3 separate regions of the Zea mays genome follow, and regions 1 and 2 are each linked to region 3. Evidence: chromatin contacts called from public Hi-C data. All regions are on one chromosome and are shown on one strand. Each heading gives the region's core, a stretch centred on a gene start, on an enhancer-like site or on the middle of the called end of the contact. The rest is flanking DNA. Distances are from core to core; before and after follow the strand shown. Region 1 holds the start of LOC100281276 (ATP-dependent protease Clp ATPase subunit). Region 2 overlaps LOC100384390. Region 3 holds the start of LOC100191915.

Region 1 (3,726 bases), core at 741-3,240, 150 kb before region 3:
ATTGCTTGAAATGAAATCACGGGGATAGGAAAGCAGCATCAATCAAAAAAATGAAAAGGGTTCCATCGAAGGGCATGCTTTGCAGCTGTTTAGAATGATGGTAACTATCTCCACTCCAGTTTAAGCATTTAAAACGATGTATAGTAGCTAAAGAATGATGTATGACAGCTAAAGAATTATGCACAGTAGCTAAATCAGGGGGTAAGAACAGGTCATAGGTTCTAGGATTTATATATAGTTGCTAAAGGGTGATGTCAACAAAGATAATCAGGTAGTTGTATCTTCTCTATGGAAAGATGTGTAAAGAAACAATGAAAAAACTAGAGATTTTTACAAGCTGAAGGGTTCACCATTCAGCTTCAGTCAAAAAGAGAATGATATAGGAATAAACACCATACGAGTGAGATTTCAAGCAGATCACAAGCGCCATACAGGCAAAAATATACAGAAAATAAATTCCAGAGCCATATGGCATAAGGCACCAACTAATTTATGCTCACGCGCACAGAAAGTAAATTCCAGAGCCAAATGGCATAGAGACAGGGAAGGGAATTAGCAGAGTCTCGAATAGATAACTAACCAATCCCAGCTGCTCCCAATTTGTGGTATTGTGACCACCTCGTCATTTGATATCTTCAACTTGGGTGCCTCTAAAATGTATCTAAGCTCAGCTGCCTGGCGCCTGATGTTGATCATGGGGTGGCTACTCTCCAACTCTTTGTACAATGCAATGCAATCCTTGTGCCTCCTATTGGCTTCATATGCCATTGCAAGCCAAATTTGGATCTAGAAGAAGATACACGCTATATATCACAAAGATGTCTACAGGATTTTAGCCATAGACTACATCACAAAGATACCTACAGAATTCAACTCACTCAAAAGACATTATTTGGCATGAAAACTACTGAAATCTCAACTGCAGAGATACTACCTCGCCACCGAGTAGAGAGGAGGGACGTATGATAGTGAGCGCAGCCTCCAAGAATTCAATTGATCGTCCATACATTCCTTTCCCGTACGCCTTTTGACCCAACTCAAACATTTGCTTCGCCGTCTCCCTCCTCTCCGCTTGCTCCTTCGCTACCTGCAAAGCTCGCGCAACAAAATGATTTTGTCTCACTCTACCCTCACCCTCCTGCAAACAGCGCTAAAACTAGAACCAGGTGCATGTGCGTCACAAATGGTAGAGAACATGTGGAACTTGAAGGAGGAGGAGTGTGTAGTAGTGGTATTTGTGTTTGGTGAGGAAGAATTGGCGTGTGAAGTGAATGACTAGTGAGTGTGTGAAGGAAGGCGAGCTCTGGTTACTAAAGGTTAAGGGTAGGAGTAGGACCTTCTGGAGCTCGCGGCGGACACGCTCGCGCTTCTCCTCCTCCGACTCCTCGGGGGCCTCGGCGGCGGCCTGGCTTTGCAGCTGCTCGGCGGTGCGCTCCAACTCCTCCATCTCCTCGGCCTCCTTCAGTCGGCGATTCAGCTCCGCTTCCCACTCCCTCTGCGCCTCATCCTCGGACAGCTCCCCGGGCTCGTCACTGCCGCTCGAGGCGGAGGCGGAGAACCTGGTCACGTGGCCACGGCGGTCGCGATTCTGTGAAACACAGGCGGCCACGCCGAGCCAGACCGAGGGGCGCAGGGGCTTGGAGGCCCAGTTGCGAAGGTAGAGGCGCGTCCTCCGGCGGCGTACGGCGAGGTGGGCCCCCAGGCCGGCGGCGTCGCCGAGGAGGACGCCGGCGCCCATCGCCGGAAAGAAGAGGCCAAGAGGGGGACAAGACAGCTCGATGAACAATCTCCTCTTATTTTCTGCATCAGCTAATTATATGTAGCCTCCCGCACTGCATTAGAGTCTGTGACATGTAGGTCCAGCCGCTGTAGATATTTTTTCGCGGGAGACAAGCGAAGAAAGAAATGGCACGTATTGCAGCAGGAGGATTGGTGGCGGGTGTGGCCGTCTCCGACCACTGGTCGCTGCTGCAAGGCGGACGTCCTCTTCCTCCTTCAGTCCAGCTAAAAGCATTGGCAATGGCAAACGCCGTGGCATATCAATCAGCACTAGCAAAGCCAACTGCTCCGATTACGACACGTGGAGAGCTTTAAGTGAACCGTTACTGAATCACCTGACAATGCAAATAGTTTACGTAATGAAATAATTGAACTAATAGTCCTCCGTCCACACGTGATTTAGTCGTTTTGGTTTTGTCTATCAATTTTGACCGATTATCATAACATTTTACAATATAAAAATAAAGTCATTGAATTCATCATGACTTTAGCCATAGTAATATATAATTCTTTTAGTTTAAAATAATTTAAATTTATATATATTGTTGTCAAAACTTAAATAGTCTGACTTAGAACAAACACAAAACAACTAATTCATGTAGACCTAGAAAGTAGTATTGATCAATCTATGTTACATGTACATACATATCGAAAGGTTGTCAAAACTGGCACCAAATAATTTGGGACACATTTTTTTCAAGTGGAACATCTTACTCATGCAGTCTATTAGTTGTTGTGCTTTAGGTTGTGTCCAGTAGTTACTGAATGCAGATATAGATATTGAGCATTTTCGTATCCTGGTGTAGCCTTCATTGCACGCGTATCCGTGGTCTTCTCTAGCAGCGTACGGATGCGAAGTCGCAAAGGGGAGAAGTCGGAGTGGAGTAACAGTTGCCTTCTGCCAATGGACCCAACCCACCTACCAGTGTGCGATGGTCGACGACAGCGAAGGGCTCTATGCGATAGCTCCGGTCCAAAGTTGTTGGCTCCTCCCCTCCATTGATCTATTATCGTCAATTCCTCATTTGGTTGTGGTAAGCTTCCCTCCCCACGTAACTGCCCCACCCTCCTCGCCCACCCCCTAACACTGTCGTCCCCACTAAGTCCTGGCGTCGACATGTGCAATGTGTGCTTTGGTCACCACAAATCATTTGTGCGTCGAGCAGCTCACTATAACACCCCGTCCACTCCCGGACCAACGGTACTTACTCCTCGCAGTCCTCTAGGATCATAGACTGTCCCCATAGACCAACACGAGTCTTTTGTGTGCACCTTGTCCTCACTCATGCGCACCCAAGAAAACTTCCTGGTCGGTCACCCATCCTGAAATTGCTCCAAGCCAAACACGCTTAACCTGAAGGTTCTTTCGAAACAGGCTTCCGAAAAAGAAGATGCACCTTGTTGATATGAGTACTCTATTAATTCTATTAAGCCTTGGGTCAGGATATCATAATCCACCCCCTTAGAAAACTGATGTCCACGTCGGTCAACCCCAAGCTAGGAACATCTCCTCTTGGCCACGTCTGTATGTCTAGTGTCGTCATATGACATGCCATGTGACCACTCCAGACCCACATGCTCCATGCGCCATATACTCGAACCCGTAGCCCACACACGTTCGTGAAACCGCGAGGGTTGGCTCCGATACCATTTGTAACACCCCGTCCACTCCCGGACCATCGGTACTTACTCCCGGTAGCCCTCTAAGATCATAGACTGTCCCTAAAGACCAACACAAGTCTTTTGTGTGCACTTTGTCCTCACTCATGCGCACCTGAGAAAACTTTTCGGTCGGTCACCCATCCTAAAATTGCTCTAAGCCAAGCACGCTTAACCTGGAGGTTCTTTCGAGACAGCCTTCCGAAAAAAAAGATGCACCTTGTTGATATGAGTACTCTATTAATTCTATTAAGCCTTGGGCCAAGATATCACACTCATGCACCTCTT
Region 2 (4,095 bases), core at 37-2,536, 210 kb before region 3:
AGAAGTTGAAGTCAGCTACGATACAGGAGAGGAGGCAGAGTCACCATCATCATGGGGCCTAACCACAACTGCTGTTATGCTCACATGCATCATTGTGACAATAGTCACTGTTGCACTTTTCATTAAGTTGCTGCAGAGACCTATCAGACAGGCACCATCAGGGAGCATGACAGCATCCACACCAGCACGAGCACCAGCAGCCGATCCCGCAGCCATGGCTGATCCTGCATCCCCGGCTAATGGTCAGTTCTCTCCTCGTACACCCCAGCCTTTCATGGAGTACGTGAGGAGGACCATTGATGACACACCGTACTATAAGCGTGATGCCAGGAGGCGATTCAACCCGCAGAACACCTACTGAGCATGCGTGGCAGCGTGTAGTGTGGACTGGTTGGTCTGTTGTAACGTTCCTGATTTAGGTCCGCAGTTGGTTTAGAACCACAGTTGTAGTTCTTGCACGAGTATGCCCTTGCTGTGAGAATGCTGTAAAATTTGTGGTTCTAGCAGCACGTGCGGTGAGGGGTGGACATCTATTTTGGTAGAAGCCTGTTGTTTGCCATTTTGCCAACAGGTATAGGACATCTGTTTTGTTAGAAGCATGTTGTTTGACATTTCGCCATAGATATAGGACATCAATTTTGTTAGAACCCTGTCGTTAATTCTTGGCATGTAATTTTAGGTCTGTACATTGGAGTACGGGACAACCAAACCCTTGGTTTAGACAACTGTTTTAGCTCAATTGCTGCAGATACTTGAGTTTTGTTGGCCTGATTTAGTTTATTTATTCTACAAGCAGTAGTGAGTGGTCACAGTCCTAGTTGTGGTAAATGTCCTGACATTGGGTGCTCGTACAAGATTTGCATTTGCATCGTATTAGGGGCAACGCGGGATAGGCTATTGCACAATTGGTTTTTTGGTTAGGCCGCATGATACTGTTGTATTATTTCTTCGTTGGTTGTGTGTATTGGACGATGGGTACATATAGTTTTATGTTTGGTTTGCACTACATATGAGACTAAACACAATATCAACAATGTCCTTTCATGGAACACAGTTCCAGCCATCTAATGTAATGGTGAGCTCATGTTGGTTCAGCCATTGAACACCCGGTTTGGAACGATGTGGATCGAGTCTGAAACCTCGCCTCCTGTGGATTGAGACCCATGCCGGGGTTCGAACCCCACGATGAGCTGATTGTCTTTGCTTGGAATGATTCCAACCCAAACCCGTGCCAGAGCCGGTAGAAGGGGCCAGATCTAGGTACGAGGCCTATCTCTTTTGTCTCATCCATTCTCTATATCCTATTTTCCTAGCTAGGTGTTGGGGTGTATGTGGCACGGGGAGAGGGCCATGCTCTTGCAGGCATAATGGTGGCGGCTTAAGGTCCTTTACAGTACCTTAGTTATGTATAATTGTACTACCTAAGTCTTTAAATAATAAAAGAAGAAAAAAGCATCTCCTCAAAGAGTTCTCAATATATTACTTTTCTAAATATGTTGAACTTGCCATGTCACTAGTTTGAGTATGATCACCTAAATTTTTTCCTTTTGTTTTCATCTCCCTTCCTCAACTCGGATCTCAAAATTGTGATCTGTTAGCGGTGCCGGATTCAACCTGGTGACCTGTCTTGGCCTTTTCATTTGCTGCCGCAATTGTTTATCGTTTATTCCTAGCCTATGCATGTGAAGATGTTGCATAGCTAATTATTTAATCTCTAGCTGACTAGCTGCCGCAATTGTGCATTACTGGTGGTCGACGTATGAGCTTTGTTAATCTATCTTTACCGCAGAGTGAGAAAAAGACAACAAAATTTTAAAAAATGTCGTCAGTTTTTTTTGTTTCAGGAGTGTGGGTGATTTAATTGTTGGGGACCTATCGAGATTCTTGAAAGAAACCTAATAGGGCAAAATGTCAAAGTTATATATCATTCTCCTCTTTGAATGGTTCATTGGGAGCACATAAAAATAAATGAAGCTTTACAACGAAGCGTTAGCATGGTGGGTCGTTGATGAGCCCAAGTGTAAAGTTATTTCTTATTACCCGAAGCAAGATTTTTTACTTAGCAGATACATGCATATCACACATCCTTTTATACATGGCAGTGAAAATATTCAACATCATACACATTAGTATAAATACAAACCCCACCGATGTACCTTTGTATGCTCTATCGGGAGAAGCTGCTACATGCGCTAGATTACAAATGCCAAATCTACTAGTGGTATTGTTTCCCTATTTATAGGGTTAGACCAGTATACATTTTTGCGTGAAGTTACGAGAATGTCCTTTATACTACACAATGGGTCTTCGAGACGAGAGATACAATTATATCTTTTTACAACAGAGGCATTTTGTATATGCTTTCTCTTCTTTCTAACCTCCTTATTCTATTTACTTTTTTTAGGGCAGCTTCACATGTTCTTGAAACACATTTCCTTCAATGATGTCTTCTAGCTTCGTTTGCCTCAAAGCTCTTACCATATGCTTGAGTTTTGAAAGTCGATTTAAACAATGGTTTTTGTTAACATGGACTTTGGCAAGAGACCTTCTCCCCAAACATAGCCACTCATACGATTAGTTTGTTTTCTATAACAAGCTCAAAATGTGAAACACAATTAGGAAGGCTCTATGTCGAAGATTCGAAAAGCACCTTTCTTCGAGTTTGTTATTGAAAATGGGTAACCATTAAATATGCTAGCTCTTAAGGAAAGTGTGACGTCATAAATGGGATCACAAGTCAGTAAGTCTGATCTATGTGCATCCGAAGAATTCTTCTAGCTACAAAGCTATTGCAACTACTTAAATTTGGCCCAGGGGCTCAAGCATCTCAGATATTATCACATTCAATATGGAAAGACTAAAATGTGTGTCAACTACAAGTTGAATCTACAGTGGGTTGACATTATGAAACCTACCAGGGAATATTTATAGCTTGGAATCCACACAAGTAGACAACAACAATGATCTTGTGATAAGCTAATATATCTATTGCCCAACAACCTTTTTAGAGTGCATTTATGAGATGGGTACATCTCTTTTACTTTGGACAGATATAAGAACAAAGCTTGGTGCTCTCATGACTATGCAAAACAATGAATTTTCTCATCAACTTGATGAAATAATTTTAAGATATAGGACTTCCCTATTAGAACAGGTTGTTCAAAGGGATCTCCTATTCTTCCATCAAATATTCTGCTTTTTCCCGGGTACACAGGTTCAAATACCCATGGATTTTTCGTTTGTTTAGTGGCTTCATATAATTCTAAAAACACGTTTTTTGAAGCCTCTTGCTCATATCTCTCATCAAAGAGTGCTATTATATAATGTTTCTTTAGCAGATCCCTTGCTAATCCAAGCGAGCTTTCAAATATCTTGGTTATGAATGGCACTTCAATATCAATAGAATAAATGGGAAATATTGTATCTAATACATAGACCATTTCACATGACAACAAATATATCTTACACTTTGTAGTGACATGCAACACTATAATTCACTTGAATTTCCTTCTACAAGGACCCAAGAAACACATATTCAATCTTGGAGTTGTTTTTACAAAACACAGCTGGAAACTTAAGGGCTATAGGGGTAACTGAAAGCTCTCTTGTGGGTTTTGGTGTTTGGATGACAACCCAATTAAAGGACTAACAAGTGTGCTAAGTGTTGAACATGTGCTTAATGCAAAGCTAACAGGGTTCAACACAAGTGAACAACTGTGATGGTCCAAAGACTAATTTATCTATAGATAATGAACACTGCTTAAGTGAGACTCGGTGTGCGTAACTCAGAGACAACTGATCAAGCCAAGGATGGAGGCAAGAAGAGCTTCGAGGTACCGAGTGCACGGGAGAAGGTCAAGGAGACCAGGAACCCAAAGCCAGGGGTGAAGAAGAAGACTTGCAAAGTCAAGGTTGATCGAGTTAAGAGTTATGGTGCATCAAGGATCACTACATAAGGACATGACTTACAACCAATGAGGTAACATCTACAGTTATGTGGTGTAAGTCATAAGGCTCAAGATCAAGCTCGAGAAATGAACAAGGGAGTTAGAGCTCAGATATGTCAATCTAGATCAAGTCAAGTTGACTTAATGG
Region 3 (3,834 bases), core at 1,121-3,620:
CGAACTCCGCTCCGCCCGACCCCAGGGCTCGGACTCGGGCTAAGACCCGGAAGACGACGAACCCCGCTCCGCCCGACCCCAGGGCTCGGACTCCGCCCTGGCCTCGGCCGAACGACCTCCGCCTCGCCCGACCCCTTGGCTCGGGCTCGGCCACGGCAACTGAAGGCAAGACTCAACCTCGGCTTCGGAGGAAACCCCATGTCGCCCTGCCTAGAGCACAGACCGCCACGTCAACAGGAAACGTCATCATCATCCTACCCCGAATCGACTCGGGTCACGGAGAACAAGACCGGCGTCTCGTCCGGCCAGCTCCGCCAGAGGGGCAATGATGGCGCTCCACGAGCTCTATGACGACGGCGGCCCCCAGCTCTCTTACGGCAGCAGGACAACGTCAGCAGGGACTCGACCGCTCCAACAGCTGTCCCTCCATCAGGCTCCGCCGCACCTCCGATAGCCACGACATCACGCCAGCAGGATGCCCAGATCTCTCCGGCTGCCACATCGGCATGTACCTAGGGCACTAGCTTTCCCTCCGCTAGACACGTAGCACTCTGCTACATCCCCATTGTACACCTAGGTCCTCTCCTTACGACTATAAAAGGAAGGACCAGGGCCTTCTCAGAGAAGGTTGGCCGCGCGGGACCGAGGACGGGACAGGCGCTCTCTTGGGGCCGCTCGCTTCCCTCACCCGCGTGGACGCTTGTAACCCCCCTACTGCAAGCGCACCCGACCTGGGCGCGGGACGAACACGAAGGCCGCGGGACTTCCACCTCTCTCACGCTCGGCTCCGGCCGCCTCGCCTCTCCCCCCTCCGCGCTCGCCCACGCGCTCGACCCATCTGGGCTGGGGCACGCAGCACACTCACTCGTCGGCTTAGGGACCCCCCTGTCTCGAAACGCCGACACTTGGTTTGTTGTGTTCAAATCTCCTCATACATTTGTTCTATATTTAAATGCAACCATTTTTTTGTATGAATTAATTCATTGTTCATAGTTAGAACAGAGAATCAACACTATTTAGTAATGCATGATTAACTCATTGTTCATAGTTAGAACAGGGAAGCAACACTATTTAGTATTATTCAAATTTGTCTTCATTGTTCTGCTAGATGAAGATGATGTGCTGCATACAAAATTCTTTTTTGTGATCCCTATCGTGATAATTTGGATTTGATGGCTGTACTTGTAACTCAAGTGTGTTCAAGGGACTGGTCAATTGGATATGGGTTGGCCTATCTTTTTTAAAGTCTCTTTATGGCTACTGTTTGTCCACCAGTGCCAGGATGTGAAATATGGGAAGCGTGTGCACATTCTTCCAATTGATGGTACAGTTCAAGGCATTACAGGGAACCTATTTGATGCCTTCTTGAAACGTAAGTTTCTGATCTTGTGAATTTCTTAGTTGATCTAGGTTTTTTTGGGCATCAGCATGGCTCCATGGCGCTTATTTCTCATGTTACTTCAACTGAAGTAGCTCCCTTTTCTTTTGTTGTCAATGGTTTACTGAGTTCTGATCAAGGAGGAGTCTGCCATTTATACTACCTAATTAATATGCTTGTATATTGTTTCTGCCATTTCATGTAGACCTTGCAGCTGTTTTGTCATAATAACACCCCTTATGGAACTGTGCAACATACTTCCTAGAAGCATACAGGCCCGTGAGGAAAGGAGACCTTTTCCTTGTCATGGGTGGAATGAGAAGCGTGGAATTCAAAGTGATAGAGACTGACCCTTATGAATATTGTATCGTTGCCCCAGATACTGAAATATTTTGTGATGGGGAGCCTATTAAGAGAGAGGATGAGGAGCGTCTTGATGAAGTTGGTTATTATGATGTTGGTGGAGTTAGAAAGCAAATGACCCAAATCAGAGAGCTTGTTGAGCTTCCACTACGTCATCCTCAGCTTTTCAAATCTATTGGTGTGAAGCCACCAAAGGGCATATTGCTATATGGGCCACCTGGTTCTGGAAAGACTCTTATTGCTCGTGCTGTTGCAAACGAGACTGGAGCCTTTTTCTTTCTAATCAATGGTCCAGAGATAACAAAATTTATATGTATAGCTAGGATCACCAATAGATTATAAAATCTTTTCTCATAACAATATAACACATTTATATATAAGTTATCATGATATTATATGTTCTCGTTGCAACGCACGGGCACTAACCTAGTTAAACATAAATTTAGATAAAGTCAACGCCTCACAATACGACCCAATCAACCCAATCACCCAATCACAAGGGGACAGTTCCCACCCACATCAACGCATGCATCTTGTGCGCGGATAAAATAAAAAAATATATATATCTATAAGGGCCCGGTCCGGGCCGGCTCGGTCCCGTTTGCTTCCCAGTTCCCACCCCGTGGTGCCAAGCTCGCGGAGCCGGCGACGCAGCAAGGGATACGGTACCCTCCCGTCCACGCGACGACAGGACAGACACCCACCCCATCACCGGAAGCACCGCCAAAGCCCAAAGCCGGCCAATTCCGACGCCATGGCCGACGTCGACGACGACGCTGTCCTCTCCGACGTCGACGAGGACCCACTCCCGCCCCCCTCCACCTCTTCCGCCTCTTCCCACAAATCCCTTCCACAAGCTCAACCCCAATCACAGTCCGATGCCCAGGCGCAGCAGCAGCGGCTGCTGGACCTGGCCGCGGAGCTCGAGGAGGAGCGCCGCCTCCGCCGCGCAGCCGAGGCCTCCCTCGCAGAGGCCGAGCCCCGCGTCGCCCGCTTCAAGGCCTTCGCGCAGGAAGCGCTCCGCAAGCGCGACGACCTCACCGCCCAAGCCGCGGCCTCCGCGCGGTCCCTCGCCGCGCTCCAGGCCGAGGCCGCCACCGCCTCCTCCATGCTCTCCTCTGGCTTCGAGAGGATCTCCGCCAAGGCCTCCCCTTCCTCGCCCCCCGCACCGCTCCCGACCTCCCAGAAGTACTCCTCCGGCCTCCCGGCCCTCGCGTACGGCGTTCTCAAGCGCGCCAACGATATCGTCGACGAACTCCTCGCCCAGATCGACGCCGCTAACCGCGACCGCGATCGCGCGCGGGAGCAGATGGAACACCGCAACTACCAGATCGCCATCGAGGTCTCTGAGCTTGAGGCATCGCTCGCATCCAGGTCTGCCGAGGGCGAATCCCTCTCCAAGTCCCTCTCCCAGCGTGAAGCCGAGATCTCCGAGCTCCGTGATAAAATCACCTCTCTCGAGGGGAAGCTCGCCGCGCAGAGGCCCGTGCTCGCGGAACAGATCGGGTGCACCTCGAAGCTGTATCACGAGATGCGGGAGGTGGTCAAGCTGGTCGATGCCGAAGCTGTCAGTGCCCTATCGGACTCGGTTTTTGTCTGGAAGGAGACTGACGTCGAGGAGAGCCTCAAGGTGTCTCTGGAAGGGACGAAATTGGCCTATGAGCTTGCGGCAATAGCTCTGGAGAAGGTTGGGGCTTGTATCGATGACAAGGAGAGCAAGCTTAGACGTTTGGAGAACATGGTGGATGGACTGATTAAAGAGAAGGAGCACATTAGTGTACTGCTCCGGAACGCACTGCAGGCCACCACAAGTGAGGTGTTAAAGGTTGCAGAGGATGGTCTGAGAGAAGCTGGCATTGAGATTGGACTTAACGAGCGAAAGGAGCACATGCTAGGGAGTGTGGAGAAGGACGAGGTTTATACCCTGGTAAGTTCAATTGATGTTACCATACATGGAATTGACAGTTCCTGAACCTGTATAGTGCCTGAGTTGTTTGTTGTGCAATCAACATTACAGGCAGGGGCTCTTGAGAATACCATGAAGGAGTCTCAGGTCAAAATTATTGAGCTCCAACATCTTGTCGAAGCACTAA

The links. Hi-C and Micro-C count contacts between places; a contact is called where the count stands out from the background.
Region 1: a contact with region 3 is called in a Hi-C map of ear, with 3 times the contacts expected there. The contact joins the promoter of LOC100281276 here to the promoter of LOC100191915 in region 3. A contact is called at or near these places in 6 of 25 Hi-C or Micro-C datasets (ear, leaf, leaf mesophyll and 1 more).
Region 2: a contact with region 3 is called in a Hi-C map of tassel, with 4 times the contacts expected there. The contact joins the enhancer-like site here to the promoter of LOC100191915 in region 3. A contact is called at or near these places in 5 of 25 Hi-C or Micro-C datasets (ear, endosperm, leaf and 1 more).

Annotation. Positions count from the first base shown.
Region 1 is chr2:170,665,253-170,668,978 of Zm-B73-REFERENCE-NAM-5.0, forward strand. It overlaps LOC100281276 (ATP-dependent protease Clp ATPase subunit), which reads right to left and starts at 1,991. Exons shown (of 4, transcript NM_001154195.2): 1 at 1,337-1,991; 2 at 935-1,087; 3 at 581-786. The coding sequence starts at 1,738.
Region 2 is chr2:170,606,450-170,610,544 of Zm-B73-REFERENCE-NAM-5.0, forward strand. It overlaps LOC100384390, which reads left to right. Exons shown (of 36, transcript NM_001349059.1): 36 at 1-817. The coding sequence ends at 361. Among protein-coding and RNA genes, the nearest start is that of LOC109944040, 47 kb to the left of the region's middle. Within about 2 kb of position 1,287, at least 14 of the 20 cell types and tissues checked have an H3K27ac peak or open chromatin away from gene starts, as enhancers often do. A contact at or near this core is called in ear, endosperm and tassel, where this site is marked.
Region 3 is chr2:170,818,803-170,822,636 of Zm-B73-REFERENCE-NAM-5.0, forward strand. LOC100191915 reads left to right here and starts at 2,371. Exons shown (of 5, transcript NM_001371775.1): 1 at 2,371-3,668; 2 at 3,759-3,834. The coding sequence starts at 2,496.